Linked DNA regions of Oryctolagus cuniculus: region 2 is linked to region 1. A link is a contact called in public Micro-C data. All regions are on one chromosome and are shown on one strand. Each heading gives the region's core, a stretch centred on a gene start, on an enhancer-like site or on the middle of the called end of the contact. The rest is flanking DNA. Distances are from core to core; before and after follow the strand shown.

Region 1 (4,645 bases), core at 1,232-3,731:
CGTCTGGGGCAGAGCCTCGGCTGTGCTGCGCCCTCTGGTGGCAGCAGGGAGAGACGGCTTCAGCGGCACAAGCCACTGTTCCTTCTGAGAAGGGCGGCCGCTCAGGCCCTAGCCCAGAGGGCGAGTCAGGAGCTGGGTAGGGGGGGCCTCGGGAAGCTGTCTCACACACAGAGGTGATTGTTTAACAGGCTGCTTCCGGCGGCTGTGAGGACACCTGTCGTTTGACCACGGTGGTCCTGAGTATGGCTGAGTGTCCCAGCAGCACACCATGTCCATCGAGAGCTCCAGGCAGTCAGGGGAGGGCTGTGCCCAGTCGAACACACCTGGGGAGCACCCCTGCCACCCCTCAGCTGGGCAGGGAGGCAGAATGGGTCATCTCCCAGAGTAACCGATCCAGGGCTTCCTGGTGGTGGTGGTGGGGGGGGTCAAAGGCCCCCTCGGGGTGTGCAGCTCAGCCTAGAACCCTCGGGAGCCCATCCTGAGGGTCTGCTGGGCTGGGACCCAGGCAAAGGCAGAGGAGCTGAACGCAAGCCCTGAGAGAGGAATCGAGCAGAGATGCTCCGAGCCAGCCGGAGGAGAGAGGGAGAGAGGCAGCGTGGCACCCACCCCCAGAGCCCTCCTGGTGGACGTCTTATACGATCTGCTGGCTGACCGCTGACTTGCATTGCTGGGCGCTGGGTCTAGGGCTGTGTGGGCTGCAGGCTCCCTGCAGCGAGGTCTCTCTCTCACTCTACCTCTCAAATAAATAACTAAAATCTTTTAAAAAAAAAAGAACAAACAAAACACGCTCTCAGTAGAAGCCAGAGATGAGCAGGTGGAAGACGCCACAGTGAACACGCTGCCTGGGCTGTTTCCACGTGTCATTCCTGCAGCCCTCGCGGTCGCAGACCCGCGATTTGACTTTGACTTTGACACGCCTCAGCCTCGCTGCTCAGGAAGCTTCCTTCCCTTGGCGAGCATTTGCGGAGCCTGGTCGTCGTCTGGGTTCCAGGGTCAGGAGCAGACATCCTGACGGCCGTTTCTGTCCCCCTAAAGCTGACGCTCTAAGGTGTCCCAAGGGAAAGGGACGAGATGCAGAGTTCTCCGCCTCCCGCGTGGCGGCCCTCGCAAGCTCTTTCTTCCAAAGTCTGTTTTTTTTTTTTTTTTTTTTAAGATTTTATTTTATTTATTTGAAAGAGAGTTACAGAGGGAGGTAGAGACAGAGAGAGAGGTCTTCCACCCGCTGGATCACTCCCCAGATGGCTGCAATGGCCGGAGCTGTGCTGATCTGAAGCCAGGAGCCACGAGCTTCTTCCAGGTCTCCCACGTGGGACCCAATTCTGCTGCTTTCCCAGGCCATAGCAGAGAGCTGGGTCAAAAGAGGAGCAACCGGGACAGGACTCAAACTGGCGCCCATGTGGGATGGCGGCACTGCAGGCCAGGGCTTTCACCCGCTGCGCCACAGCACCAGCCCCTCGGCGTTCTTTCTGCACGAGGTTAAGAAAGTCAGCTCAGGACGGGACTTCTAGAACAACCTGCGACCCCATCACCAGGAGGTCTTGTTAAAACGCAGTCAGGTGGGGGCGGGGCCCACACAGTGGGGCAGTGCAGGGCAAGCGGCCCAGGGGCGGAGCCCGGAGCCAGGGCCCCGCCTTCACCAGGAGTTCTAACTCCCGCCTGGGAGGCCCCGGGGAGTTTCCAACCTGCTCTTTTGCTTCCTGTCTCTTTCAGGCGGGCTGCAAGGGACCTTCCTGAAAACCGGGGAGGAAATGCCCTGGCCCCCGAGGTGAGGGGAGGCCCCGAGCTAAGGGTGGCGAAACCGGGAGCTGCCTCCCATCCCTGTCTGAGGGCCCTGCTGTGCTCCAGGGCCCCGCAGGAAGCCGAGCAGAGGCGGCCAGTGCAGCTGGGCTGCGGGAACCCGGCACTCACAGGTCTGGCGGGGGGCCTCCCCTTCCAGGCCCTGCTGCCAACAGTTTCTGGGGTCCGACTTCACTGACCTGCTCCGAGGCAGGTTTCTGCTGTCCCTCTCTAGGGGTCTCCGTGCAGTATGGATGGCACGGTTGGGGAACGGTTGGGTGGGGCTGGGACATGGCATAGGAGCAGGCCCGCTCCCTCCCTGCCGGCTGGGGGAGTCACAGGAAAGCGTTCACTCCCGCTTTATGGGATCTCTTGGCGAAGATGATTCCAGGGACACTTCCTTATGCACACTTGGCAGATGTCAACAGAGATGTCAGAACACTCGGCCCGCCCTTCCTGTGAGCCGTAACCATCCAGCAGGCCAACCGATGCTTCCTGGCATGCGGTCAATTACAATGCACTGAGACGTGGAGCCACTGTGGGATGCGCATAAAATAACAAAGACAACTGGAGACTTCCTGGGTGGAAAGGAGAGAGACTTCCTGGGTGGAAAGGAGAGAGCCGTAGGCAGACAGCCCTGCAGGGAGAGCGGCACCCCGGCTGGCCTCGGTGTTTCCCCTGGGGGATTCCCTTCACGGTACTGAGTGTGCTGTGTCTGCAAGTGGCTTAATAGCCCAGCCTCTGGAAGACTACCCAGGGGTCAGGACGCAGGGTGAGGTGCCAGCAGCAGAGTTTTCCAAAACTCCAGCCAAGATCAGTTGCAACAATGGCCAAAAACGGCCGCTGGCTCCTCGGAGGCGAGCACAGAGCCTCCGCGGACCAGGATGACACAAGCGGTGGCCTTGGAGCGCAGCTCCGGATCTGAGCAGGTAGCAGGCCCAGCAGGGTACCGGTCACTCTGCAGCCAAACAAGATTCCAGAAATTCGGAGCACAGGCATGGGTGAAGGAAACTTGCTTGCAAGATTTGCTCATTGACACTCCCCACCCCTGACCCTAACTTGCTTTTTTAGGAAAGGAGGGTGGTACTGGAAAACAAGTTGGCCTTGGCTGGAATCAAATGCCAGAGCGGGGAGGGTGGGAGGGAGAGAGAGAGGAGGGAATGAGGAGAGAGGGGCAGAGGGGGAGAGAGAGAGGGGAAAGAGAGGGAGAGATGGGGAGAGAGAGGGGCAGAGGTGGAGAGAGATGGGGAGAGAGGGGCAGAGGGAGAGAGAAGGAGGGGCAGGGACAGAGAGAGAGAGGACAAATGCGAGTGTTTACATGTTGGAGAACAGCAATCAAATTCACATGCACCCTGGCCCTTGGCGGGGCTCCTCTGGGTCGGTGCCTGCTCCCGGCCCGCTGACACTGATGGCAGATGGGCGGAGAGAAGGAGGGACCAAGACAGTGAGCGCGAAGCCCTGCTCAGTCTACCTTGCTGTGCCCTCCTGAACAGTTAAAAAGGCAAAAACCAAAACCAAAACCAAAAAAAAAAACAAAAAAAAACAAAAAAAAAACTAGTTTTAGCCATAAGAAAATGTTTATTCTTTTGAACCCCACAAGGAAAAAAAGAATGCAGCCAAGACCAAGTATTAACGAAAAGTGTCCCAAAAGGCAGCAAAATGGGGGCTCCCTCAACACGATTCTCCACGTTGTTGCACAGAGATGGAGAGAGCTATGACAATTCTAAGTAACACTTTCGTGGCAACAGTTACACAAGAGGATTCCAAAAATGCAAATGGCAGCAACATGCACACCTGGCTAAAGCTAGAAGCTTTTTTTTTCTTAATCCCAAAATAAGATCTGTGATTGAAGGATGGTTCTTTTTAATGCTTCTATTTTACTGACTTGCTTGTCCTACTTAGATTGCTTTAAATAAGACATACATGCCAATTAACTAGAGGGACCATGTCCTTCCAGAACCCATGGCAAGCAAGCAAGACCAGCCTATTTGGTTTCTTAATTTTTCCTAGTTTCCAAATATAATTTACTTGTCCCACTCTCCCAATCCCTCCCCCTCCTTCCTGTTTCTTAAACACTTCCAAAAGTTGCCTTGCAAACTCTTTTCTATCCACGTATAATACACGCGTGAAACTTGTACTTTGTGCAGTTTTGAATTTAAAAGTCTTAAAAAAGAAAAAGCCCTCCTTGGCACAAGAGCTGGGGAATAGTCAAGCTTCTTTTAAATGGTCAAACACAAGATGATGAGAAGTGGAGAAAACAGTTAAATGAAATGGAAGGGGAAAAAACCCCTAGACCTTAGCTTTTATTAGCCGCCGTCAGAGTCTCGCACGCATGCACGCACGCACACCGCCCGGCTCCCGGGCCGGCTGCTTTACCAGGGACGAGCACACAGCACACGGCGCCTTCCGGGGAGAGGAACGCAAGATGCAGCGGCCGCGGCCATGCCGAGCCCAGCTGCCCACCAGCATTACGGCAGGACCCACGTGAGTGTGACGGAGAAGACAGGGATGGCATGGGGGGGGGGGTGAGGACGACGCGTTTGCTCTGGACGCCTTTCCCAAGGCACTGAGGAAGGCTGCTGCCGGCCATCTCCTCGGCCTGAACACACCAGGGGTACCAGGACTTCCCACGCAACCGTGCACACACGCCAGGGCAAAGCCCCGGCCCCCGCTTACGTCACGCGCCTGGAATCTGAGGGGCTGGAGGGGCAACCGATTTGTTTCCTGTAACATCAGGAATCTTCTTTAATGTGGCTGGGGAATCAAGGCTGTCGGCTTACTTCACTTCTACTCTAAAAACTAACTTTCCATTATCAACCCGTGTGAATCCAATGTGCAGTTTTTGCTTTTTTTCTTTTTTTAAGAACAA
Region 2 (4,575 bases), core at 1,425-3,924, 82 kb after region 1:
GGCCAGCGCGGAGAGGCCCCCCGGGCCCGACGGCGCGGGCCGGGGGCTGCGCTGCGCCGGGCGGGCAGGGGGCTCGCCGCCCCTCCCCCCGGCGGGCCCGGGCGCCCCAACGGCGGTGCGGCGGCTCCTCGGCCCGCGCCCGCCGCGCCCTCCCCACGCCCCGCGCCCCCCGGGCGGACCCCCGGCGGGCCGGCTGGCCGCTCCCGGGGCAGCGCTCGCCAGCAGAGCCCCCGGCGCGGGCGTGCGGCCTAGTCGGGGTTACATAACGGGGCCGGGGCCCCTCCGGAGCGGCGGGGGACGCGGGGCCCGCGCCCGGCGGAGGGGGCGCCGCCGCTCACCTGCCGTAGATGCCCTCGGTGATCCGGTTCCGCTTTAGGGGGCGGCGGAGCTTACTGCAGTCGGCGTTCCGCCGCTTCATCCTCCCGCTGGGGGGCCGGTGCCCGCGCCGCCCTCGCCGCCGCCGCCGCCTCTCGCCTCAGCCGCCGCCGCCGCCGCCGCCGCCGGCCCGCCCCGCGTCGGGCCTGGACTCTACCCCTGGGGCCGGTCACACAGACATGGAGCCAGCACCCGGGGGGAGGGGGTGGCACGAGGAGGGGGGGCTCAGAGCCTCCTCCGCCTTCGGAAACAAAGAAATGACAATTCCGGGGCCCGCCCGCCCAGCACCAGCCAGCCTTCTGCCCCGCCTCCTCGGCCCCGACGGACGGCCCGCGGGACCAATCGAAGACGCCGGTAGGCTGCCGATGGCCAATCCGAGGGCCCACTGGAGCAAAACGGACTCTAGAACCCGCCTCCTTGAAGGACGGAAGAATGCGCCAATCGTTATGGTGTCTGGACCCGCTGAAGGGCCTATCAGAAAAGAGTTAAATAGAGGCTTATAAATAGGCCCTATAAATATAACATCCTATATTATGCGTTGTTGCGAAGATACGCTTCAGGGTTTTGGGGTTGCGTGTGTCACTGTGTTAGAATCCATTTCAGAGCACGCCGCGCCGAAGGGCAGAGTGGGCTCTCGCCCAGCAATGGGATCCTGAAGCCCGGGCGTGCGGCGTGTGGGGTTTCTGCGCTGACATGTGCTTCAGCCCGTTGCGTCATTATGTAAGGGAGCGTCCCGGGAGCGGCGCCGGGGCCCTCGCTGCGCACGCCGGAGCGCTCGGCCAGCTCGGCCGCGTCAGCGCGCGGCGGGGGTACGAATGACAAAGCAAACCCCACACACACGGACACACACCCTGCCAGCTTCCCGCGACGTGGTGACAGCGCGGCGGCCAATCGCAGGAGGCGCGGGGCGGGGCCGCCGCGGTTCCCGCCCCCGGGCGCTGCGTCACGGGGGGCGTGGCCGTGGGGCGCGCGACGTCGCGCGAGGCCGCCGGGCTGTGCGGGGCGGCGCGGCCGGGGCTTCCACGTCCGCAGGCCGCGTTGGGTCCGCGGGACCTGTGAGGGCGCCGCCGCCGCCGCCGTCGCCGCGCCTCGTCACTGGGGGCGTGCCCGCCCCGGGGCGGGGACCGGAGCCTTGGCTGGGCTCCTGTGAGGCCGCGGCGCCGGGCCGGCGACCCTCCACCCGTAGTAGCGCTGTGCTGGGCGACTGGCGTCTCTCCCCGTTAACGCCCCTGCCATGCACGGACGGCGGAGCAACCATCAGAAAGGACCGCCAGGATTCTTGGCAGAGGGAGCTGGGGACATGCCGCCTAGGAGCCGGAGAGCCTCGCAGCCTCCGCACGACTGCTGCTGGCGTCCCGTTGCGTTGCCCTTCCTCGCACTTCCCCCACGGATGACATTACTGTACCACAGGGAACAGGGGCCGAATGGCTGTGAAGTCCCGCCTCCTGTTCTCCGGCGTACACAGCGTCTTTCCACGGTTTTGCCCCGTCCGTCACTGCAGGGCATCCCAGCACGTGGCTTGACCAGATTTCCAGCGGGGGGGGGGGGGGGGGGGGCAGTTCATTTTCCAGGGCATTTTTCAAACTTCCTGGGGAGTAGATGGACGCGGTGGACCTCTTTCCCTTATGGTCACCCCCGTATCAGCACCCACCCCGGAAGGAACCCGAATCCCAGCTGTTCCTTTCTGCTCCTTACAAACCTTCAAAGGTGGCCCAGTGCCTGGAATAGAAAGCACATTCTCTTTAGTGCCGAGTCCAGAGCCGGTCGGGTGCGGCCCTACCCTCCTCTTCCAGTGCCCCAGGCCTGCTCACTGTCCTTAAATCCCCTGCAGCTGTGTCTCCCTCCTTCCTGCCTTTGTCTCTGCGGGTGCTGTGTCTAGCATGGGGTGTCCTGGCTGAGGTGCAGCCATCCGCCTGGACCAAAAGGTCCTTGGGAACCGCATCCATTGCCTGTGGAGATGCGTTGTAGAAAGATGGCAAGAGTCCTGCTTTTTGAGACCGGGGTTGAAATTCCAGCTTGGCCACTGAACTAGATCGGGCAAGTTCCTGAGTCTCTCAGAGCCTCCCCCCCACACACACCCCGCCCCGCCCCGGGTTGATTTGAAGGCTTGGAAGGTAATGAGCTTCCTGAGCCAGGTGTACAGTAGCTAACAGTAAGTAACTGCTGTTCACGCTGGGCCTGTTTCTTGGCCCTCGCTTCTACTCTGCTACGTTGGTAGGGTAATGTTGGGTAGTCAAGAATAGCAAACTCTGCAAGCTTGGAGCTGCACCAAGGCCAGCCCATCCCTGGGAAAGGATACGGGCAGAATGCTCTGCTCGGAGCAGCAGGAAGGCACAGCTGCTGCCGAGTCACACTGGCTCCTGGAGGAAGACGCAGGAGGGGCCCGAGTTATCCGGAGGCCTGGATGCGCTAGGGAGGACAGGTACGTGGTAAGGTTCTGGCTCCAGACCCTGTGGGGACCCCAGTCCTGCGTATCCCTCATGCGCATAACTGCAAGGGCCAGAGTGGCTGAGACCCCCGCCCCCGCCTCCGTGGTGTCTCCCACTCCCTGCCATGCCCCTGCTGTCCAGGTCAGGGCCCTGGCACCCTGTGGAATGGAGAGGTGAGTGATCCAGAGGACAGGTGAGCAAGGCGCTGGGGACCTGTGCCAGACTGCTGAAGCTCCGGGTCTAGCCTGTCATCAGATAAGAGCTTGACAGGGCTGAGGCGTGGAATGGCCCGGAGCGGTCGGAGGGCTGGGTGCTGGGAGCAGAGGAAGTGCAGTCTGAGTGAGGCCCGGAGAAGGAGCCGTCCGATCCCGACACCAACCCACGGTGTCCCCGGTGGGATCACCTGCCTCCCCCGGGTCTAGATCAACTCTGGAGATGATCCTAGCCCCGTGTTCCCGCTCAAACAGGTCACATTGGCTCCACTTTATAGATGAGAAAACTGAGGTTCAGAGAAAACAAAGCCACACAGTCGGCAGAGTATAGCAAATGAGCCCAGGCGTGAGCTGAGCAAGTTCAAGCCTCGAGGCTCAGGCGCGTGCTGTGGATGTTAGGGGTGTTGATCGGGCGCTTGTCTGGGCATGGCCTTCTTGCCAGGAGCCCAAGAACAGGCCAGAGTGCAACTGCCCTTCTCCATGGCCCTCTATTCCCCTCCCACAGTCCCAGCTGCCTTTTCCCTACGCAGCCTGGCCAAGCCCTTTGGGCTGCAGCCAAGCACCAGCCTCTCCCTGCTCAGCCCCGCCGTGGCCCTCGGGGATTCTAAGGGGGAAGAGGAGAGCCCCCTGCTCCCCATCCTGCCACTCCAGTCAGGAGGCGGCGGAGACCTGCACTGGCCATTCTACAGACGAGTAAGACGAGGAAGGGAAGTAAGTAGCTCTCCTTCAAAAGGCCAGGGCCCAGACAGGAACTGAGGCTTGTCCCCCGCTCCTGGGACTTTCTGATGAGCCAGGGGTTGGGATTGACACTTGGGCTTCAGCTCAACTCAGCAGCCTGGAGGGAGATCACCACATCCTGTTCTCCAAATAAGGAAATGTGGGTTCCACCTCGGTCCGCAGCTTCAGTTCCCTCAATCGCAGGAGGGCTTTGTTCCTGGCCTACACCAGTCACAATCCGGGTGGTTTGGAAACAGCCCTACAGTTATCCTACGAAGAGGGCTGGTTAAGGAAGCTGCCGCACACCCTGGCTGTGGAAGCCCGCGAGCACCCCGGATCACAGTCCCTGCTCCGAGTCCCATGCATTTGCTTTAAAGCTCACAACATCCTATGAGCTTGAGATTATGACAACACCGTCTTCCAGATGAGAGAGGCCCAGTCATTGGCCTTGTTCCCTCTGAGCCTCAGTTTTCTCATCTACGAAGTGGAGCCAACATGACCTGCTTATCATGGGAGACACAGGGCTAGAATCATCGCCACAGGTGATCGTGACTCAGGGTGGGCAGGGGATTCCGCCAAGGACACCGAGTGACAGAGACCTCTGACTCAAACCCCAGCAGGCTGCTGCCAGAGTCCGGACTCCTAACCACTGTGCCGTATATAATGTTGTAGAGGAGCTGTCCTGGCCTGTGCTGTACCATCCCATGTTTGCAGGGAAACAAACGAGGCCTAAGCCAGAAAACCCCTGAAAGGATGCACGCACAAAACGCAGCACTGGTATTCGGGATGGAGCACCGCGGGTACTTGACAGAAGCCGTGTGCAGCTTGGAATTTTCAGAGTT

What was found. Hi-C and Micro-C count contacts between places; a contact is called where the count stands out from the background.
Region 2: a Micro-C map of ear pinna shows a contact between it and region 1, with 2.4 times the contacts expected there. The contact joins the promoter of LOC100342463 here to the enhancer-like site in region 1. A contact is called at or near these places in 3 of 6 Hi-C or Micro-C datasets (ear pinna, psoas muscle and an unstated tissue).

What each region holds. Positions count from the first base shown.
Region 1 is chr7:145,853,235-145,857,879 of mOryCun1.1, forward strand. No RefSeq gene overlaps it. Among named protein-coding and RNA genes, the nearest start is that of LDLRAP1, 31 kb to the left of the region's middle. Within about 2 kb of position 2,482, at least 5 of the 8 cell types and tissues checked have an H3K27ac peak or open chromatin away from gene starts, as enhancers often do. A contact at or near this core is called in ear pinna, where this site is marked.
Region 2 is chr7:145,935,000-145,939,574 of mOryCun1.1, forward strand. LOC100342463 (RH-like protein) reads left to right here and starts at 2,675. Exons shown (of 10, transcript XM_051856661.2): 1 at 2,675-2,797. MACO1 (macoilin 1) reads right to left here and starts at 511. Exons shown (of 9, transcript XM_070079065.1): 1 at 339-511. The coding sequence starts at 418.